Linked DNA regions of Zea mays: region 2 is linked to region 1. Evidence: chromatin contacts called from public Hi-C data. All regions are on one chromosome and are shown on one strand. The core of a region is the stretch at or near the end of the contact, and the rest is flanking DNA. Distances in the headings are between cores, read along the strand shown.

Region 1 (3,176 bases), core at 420-2,919:
GTCACCAGGTACAACGCTAGTCGACCATTACCCATATGTACAAAACCAATAAGAGAGGGACCCTACTGAAGCCTCGGTGGCAGTGGACTCAAAAAAATTCGCCTCAGCTTCAAGATCAGTGATAGTTGCCTTCATTGCTTCGACCTGAGCTTCCAATTCCTGCCCCCTCCTGTGCAATATATCAGTCGTCTGCTTAGCAGACCTCTCGGCATAGTACCCCTCACCCAGAAGCACCTAAGACAATGCAAATCATGAGCAAGAAATTGTTGGGACAACATAGACTGAAAAACAAAAGTGCTCCATGGTGGAAACCATACCAAGAGTTCATTTGTGTGTATTAAACGCCCTGGGAAAAATGCAGCACCACCAAAGGGGACCTACAATGCATAGTTCTTTTATGAGACAAAAAAATCTTGTTGAAAAATATTTAAAGCAGTAAAGCACACAAGGTTGAAATTAAGAGATCTATATTTCCCTACAGAACAACAAAAGGAATCCCCTCAAGCTCTGAAATCAATTGAGAATGTAAATCTAGTCATTGAACTAATTAGTTATTATGTATAGCTACAATACGCCCAATGCCTAAGGCTGTCTCCAGCAACTCTCCTATCTCATCCCATATTTCAAGCTTCACTCAATGTCGTGCCCCCTATTTTACACGATCCACTAAAGACAGCCTAAAAGCGGACGACAAGAGACAAATTACTAGTACCAGTAACTAGGTACATACTTCAGTTTTCGTGCTACCAAACTGAGAGATTTGCTATTTTGCCATTATTGTTAGTGGGTCTCGAAAATTTGTCATCAGACCTACAAATCATAGACACAAATGGACTCACTAATCATAGACAGAAAATTAAGGAGGCAATGATCTGAGTGGCAAAATACCAATTATTCCCCACGGACTTCAGTCACCAAAAAATGAGGAAATTGAAAATAGCAGGTGAAGTACCATTTTTGTAGAAGAAGACACAGATAGCTGCTAGTTCATACTTGAGGTATAGAAGGTAAGGACCATGATTTCGTGGGAGAGTTCGACTGGGAGCCTGTTGACGAGGGAGACGAGGGCCGCGTTGTCGGCGACGAAGCCCAGTAGGTGCCCGAGCTCGGCGCGGCGGCCAGCGATGGACTCGGCCACCCTCGCCACGGCCCTCTTCGTCTCCTCTGGCGAGAATACGGCGCCCAGTGGCGTCGCCGTCCCCTTCCTCGGCGCAGCCATCGCTCTCCGCTTCCCCACCTCCCGACCAGAGAACGCGCTACGTCCCGGACTGCAAACTCAGTACGGCGTTCACCTGGCGTGCCTGGCAACCTTCTCCCCGGAGAGCCCTAGAGCTCGCCTCCTGCGTACGGCCCTGCCCCGTGCTTAATTTGTTGGCCGATCGCGCGCGCGAGTCGCTTCTCCCACCACAGCAGAGGGAAACGACGAGGACCAGCTACAAAGCGATGAATCTAACCGGCCCGGATGGAGGACGCCTCCCCGTCGATGGAGGTTGGGACTCGGAGCGGTGGCGGGAGAGAATCTTGAGAACAAACGGGAGGCGGCGGTGGCGGAGTGGGAGCTCCGCCGGACAACCCCGGTGCCAGTACGCACCAGCGGCCCAGCTCAATATTTTTTTTTTGCAGCCCAATAACGTCTCGATGGCCCAACCTAGGGCGCTGGGACGCAACGTGCAAGGCCGGCAGACCGCACGAGGAGCGGAGGAGGGAGGGGGTAACAAAAAAAAAGTTTATTTTGTGTTTCTCAACTATCCAAAAAAGTCAGTTTTTCTAAGTTTTTTTTCTCAAACAGAGATGTAAATCATTATATTAAAAAGAAAAGAAGCCTAAAAATAAGTAAGTACAAACTGCACCAAGGCAGGCACAAACAGACACCAAAACCCAAAAACTCTAAAAAGGCTACAACTCCAACACCTTCACCTCACCAGCCATACATTATAAACTAGCCTCACCTTTAAGGTCTAAAAAGAGCTTGGAAATATTAGGAAAAACCTCATAAAAACACAAGCATTGTGATGCTTCCAAAGGATCCAAGATACTAGAAATTATAAGACCAAAAATAGTTCTTCTCTCATCTATCAAAATCGTGGATGTTTCTCTCAGTGGTTTTTCTTCTTCTTTTATGTTTGGTTTGTCAGAATTTATAAAAATCATAATATATCACAGAAATAAAATGGAAAAATTAATTATGTTAGCCTTACCGAGTAGAATATGCATAATGAACATATGACATATGTCTTCAATATTAAAATACTAGTTTACATGGTTCAACGGTTCTTACGATTGTTGATTTTGCAAAAGAACCCTTACACTTATCTCTACTTAGATCACCAGTTTCCACCATGCATTGAAAGCCTTGCGCGTAAAACTTATCTCTACTATATAAAACACCAGTTTCAACGGTCGTCCTGCGTCACGGATCTCCTTCCCGCTCAATGCAAAAATAAAGTAAATTATGCATAAATTCGAGGTTTGAATCTTAGCTATTAGCTACACATTCACACTCACCTAACCAATAGAACACATATTTTTGTGTTTTATTAAAACAAAGTCTGCTCATATGATATATAAAAACCATGACAATACACAGGTGACTGACTAGTTATACTTTAATAAACAAGTTTTTGTTTATATATGTTTTTTATAATTAATTCATAGTTGTGTTTTCTATGATATGATTGTAGTGAAATTTTTAGGGTGTGGGTGAAACAATGCATGTTTGAGCTATAGTAAAACTTTCGTGCTCATCATATATGACTGAGTTATATATTTATCTAGGTTTATGTTTGTTAAATAGTTTTAAAATCTATAACTCATTTATAGATAACCCAAAGTACAATTTTTTTATAGACTCCACATGAGTAGATATTGAGTGAAGATACAATATGATATGCCTTTGTACAAATTTTTTGTATAGATAATCCAAAGTACAATTTTTTATAGACTCCACATGAGTAGATATTGAGTGAAGATACAATATAGAGATGCCTTTGTACGAATTTTTTGTTTTAAGTTTGGATCTACACTTTCCTGAAATTGATTCATAGTTGTAGTTTTTGTGGCTCAGCTGTAGTGATATTTTTATGGTGGGATGGTAATTTTATGCTTGAGATGTAATAGAAATTTAAAATAACTCAGTCATACATGGTCCAATAAGCATGACTTTTCTATATTTCAAG
Region 2 (3,176 bases), core at 379-2,878, 300 kb after region 1:
GTTTGCACATTCTAAATTATTTATTTGCATATATTTTGTTCTAGGGATTTATTTGTGGCCTAGTTTAGAAGAAGTTTTTAGAAGTCCTAATTCACCCCCCTCATAGGCGTCACCATTTCCTACAAAAGCCTTTATAACACAATAGTAAGGATAAGGTAACTGTAACAGAAAAAGGCAATTACGAGAGTTTGGTTTCCTGGCTAGCATTTGAGCTTAGTGAGCTACAAAAACACAACTTTTGGCTCATGCATGTTTCTAAATTCACTTGGTATATTTGCTAGGATGAAAAGAATGTGTCGGGGAAGTAGGATGGGCCGGGGTGGAGAGATCAAACAATGGTGCATGAGGTTTAGGATTCAATGAACAATATGGGTGTGAGGAAGAAGAAAATAAGGTACTTGCTACTTAGCTCTGATGTGAGGTTTAGGTACTTGATGTTGTACAATATCATATTTGTGACAAATCTTAATAAGCATACATATCTAGATAAGTACTTGATAGATCATATTAGGTGATCATTAGCACTAAAGCAAACCAGCAACAATAGCCGCAAGAAAACCACCGACACTGACCGACATTTGTTCTCCTTTGCTCATGGGCTTCCAAAGTTGTGTAGTATATCGAAAGCGTCTTTATTTGGCATACGGTGCACCTACAATGACACTGCCAAATAAATTTAGCAGAAATCGATAGCAAAGAGAGACACGGCCGTCGGCTGGCCCTGACAAACAAGCACATCCTCCAAATGCCAACCTACTCGTTCGTCGCAACCGCAACAACACTTCATTCCAAGCGGCGTGCAACCTTGGGCTCTGGTACATGCATGATGATGGGTTCCACATCACCCCTGAGTGGGTCCTCATCTGCATCTTAGTTGTTGCAACAGTTTTTGTTGCACGCGCACAGCATGTCAATATGGCACGCCATTTGCATCAGATCCGACAAATGCCGCTTCATGTAAGTATAGTAGTTTGTAAAACTTTGTGCTCCAAATAACTCCATAGCTTTTTTTTTAAAAAAAAAAGGTAAAGCTTGATAAACTTATTCCTTTTTAGAGGTAATATAATTTTTATTATGTCTTTTTCTAGAAGTGGTGAATAGGACAAAGGATATATTTGTCTTGGTTTTTGGCCAGATTCTAGCCGCCAAACATTTATATGAGAATTGTTTGTGTGAAAAGCGTTCAAATCAACGTGAATTCATAATTTGCCGAGTCGTCGGACGGAGGAATCCGCCTCTTCCTAAAACCTAAATCCGCACACCTCTTCATCTTTCTTCGCAAGTCCTACAATGTCCAGATCCTGGTAACAGCTATATTATTCAGAAATCTAGTTTTTCATAAAAACTCTTAAAAAAGCTATCCTAAACATGTCCAAAATTGCATTACGTCGTGATTTGAAAGATGACTTAGGAGCCAGAGCCGTTTGCATGAGGAGCAAGGCAGCAAGCCTTCGTTCAAGGCGAGGAAGCTTCCTCCCTATGCCTTAGAAAAAAACGCAAAGTTCAGTACGGTAACGTAAACTTCTTTCTTTCTTTCTCTCTCTATCTCTGCCTAGTGTCTTCTACTACACCTCCTCTCTCCTCCGCGGCACCGCCTATAAGAGGCGCAACCAGGGCCACGGCACTCTGGGTTGAGAGAAGGGAGAGAGAGAGAGTTGCCAGTGAACCAGGATAAGTGAGGAGGAGATCGGCAAGGAGCGGACGGCCGTGGCGGTAGCCATGGACGACTCGGCGGAGGTGAAGCTGGTGGACGAGATCACGGGAGAGGGAGGGGCGGCGGGGGACTGGGGCTACCTGGGCTCCGACGGGATGGGCTCCGGCTCCTACCCGGCGTTCCCCTTCTCCAGAGACGTCCTATCCACGCCGACCTCCGCGTCGTTGCTCCTCTCCATGGACCCCGCGGCGCTCTTCGACTTCAACGGCACCTTCCCTCCCTCCTCCGCGGCCGCGGCCACCGCCGGCTCCTCGCTGTCCGCCTTCCACGACTTCAGCTGCATCAACCCCTTCGACGACGCCGGCCACTTCCTCGGCGCTCCCCCGCCGGTGCCGGCGGCGGCGGCGCCTCAGCAGCAGGGGCAGAAAGGTGGGTTCTTTGCGCCGCTGCCGGCCTCGGACTTCAACGACGCCGGGATGAGCTGGGACGACGAGGACGAGATCGACCAAAGCGTCGACGCCTCCTCGATGGCCATCTCGGCCTCCATGGAGAATGCTGCGGGCGCGGTGGCGGGGGCAAGTGGCGCCGGCGGTGGCAGCGGGAGAGGCAAGAAGAAAGGGATGCCGGCCAAGAACCTCATGGCGGAGCGCCGGCGTCGCAAGAAGCTCAATGACCGCCTCTACATGCTGCGCTCGGTGGTGCCGAAGATCAGCAAGGTGATCAACCAGCCTCGTCCATTCATCTCCTATTCGTCGTGTTTCCCATCTGTGCTTATTAGTGTATAGTTACATATAGAGTATTATGCTTTGCCTATATATGCTGAGTTTTTTTATTTATCTATAATGGTGGTGAGTAGGATTCTATCCTACGAATATATTTTTCACTTCAGCATTTGTGAATTTCGGTGTTGAATTCTTGAATTGTCCATGTTTAGATCCAAAAGCTACATCTTTTGGTAGATCTATGGTACTCCTACGTGCAGGGGTGGATTCAGTGGGCGGTCACATCCTAAGAACACAAAAGAACAGTTAGCTTAGCACGTCGAAGCAGCCTCTTTTCCATGGCAAATCATATGCAAAAGCCATATTCTTTTGATTACTCCTTACTCTAGGCTTGTAAAATTCGATCATGTAACTCCTTATTTTAATACGAAGTGAAATCTGTTTTTAGCTCCTTGTAAATGATTGCTTTACTGTCCAGCTACGGAAATTTCCAGTCATGCATTAATTTGTTGCCATGGGATTTGTCATTTCTTATTACTTTTTGTTTTCTAAATATTCTGAGGCACGCCCTGATTCAGTGGTTGAAATTAACAGGGCCATGCACAAGATGTTGTCGAAAGCGACCCATCAACCCATAGCTTGGAAAATAATGATGTTTTTCTTTCTTTCTTTCTTTCTTTCTTTCTGTTCTCGAGAATTCTTGGTTTTGCTAGCTTTAATTTGGTTATAACTATTGTTGTGTTCCTTAAACAATTCACACACGCTTGGACGCTTCGCCATGATAGTACATGTTTGGTATT

The links. Hi-C and Micro-C count contacts between places; a contact is called where the count stands out from the background.
Region 2: a Hi-C map of tassel shows a contact between it and region 1, with 3 times the contacts expected there. The contact joins the promoter of LOC100193144 here to the promoter of LOC103650814 in region 1. A contact is called at or near these places in 2 of 25 Hi-C or Micro-C datasets (leaf and tassel).

Annotation. Positions count from the first base shown.
Region 1 is chr3:158,361,061-158,364,236 of Zm-B73-REFERENCE-NAM-5.0, forward strand. LOC103650814 (unconventional prefoldin RPB5 interactor) reads right to left here and starts at 1,670. Exons shown (of 11, transcript XM_008676390.4): 1 at 1,016-1,670; 2 at 318-377; 3 at 67-234. The coding sequence starts at 1,219.
Region 2 is chr3:158,659,760-158,662,935 of Zm-B73-REFERENCE-NAM-5.0, forward strand. LOC100193144 reads left to right here and starts at 1,629. Exons shown (of 4, transcript NM_001138302.2): 1 at 1,629-2,370. The coding sequence starts at 1,720.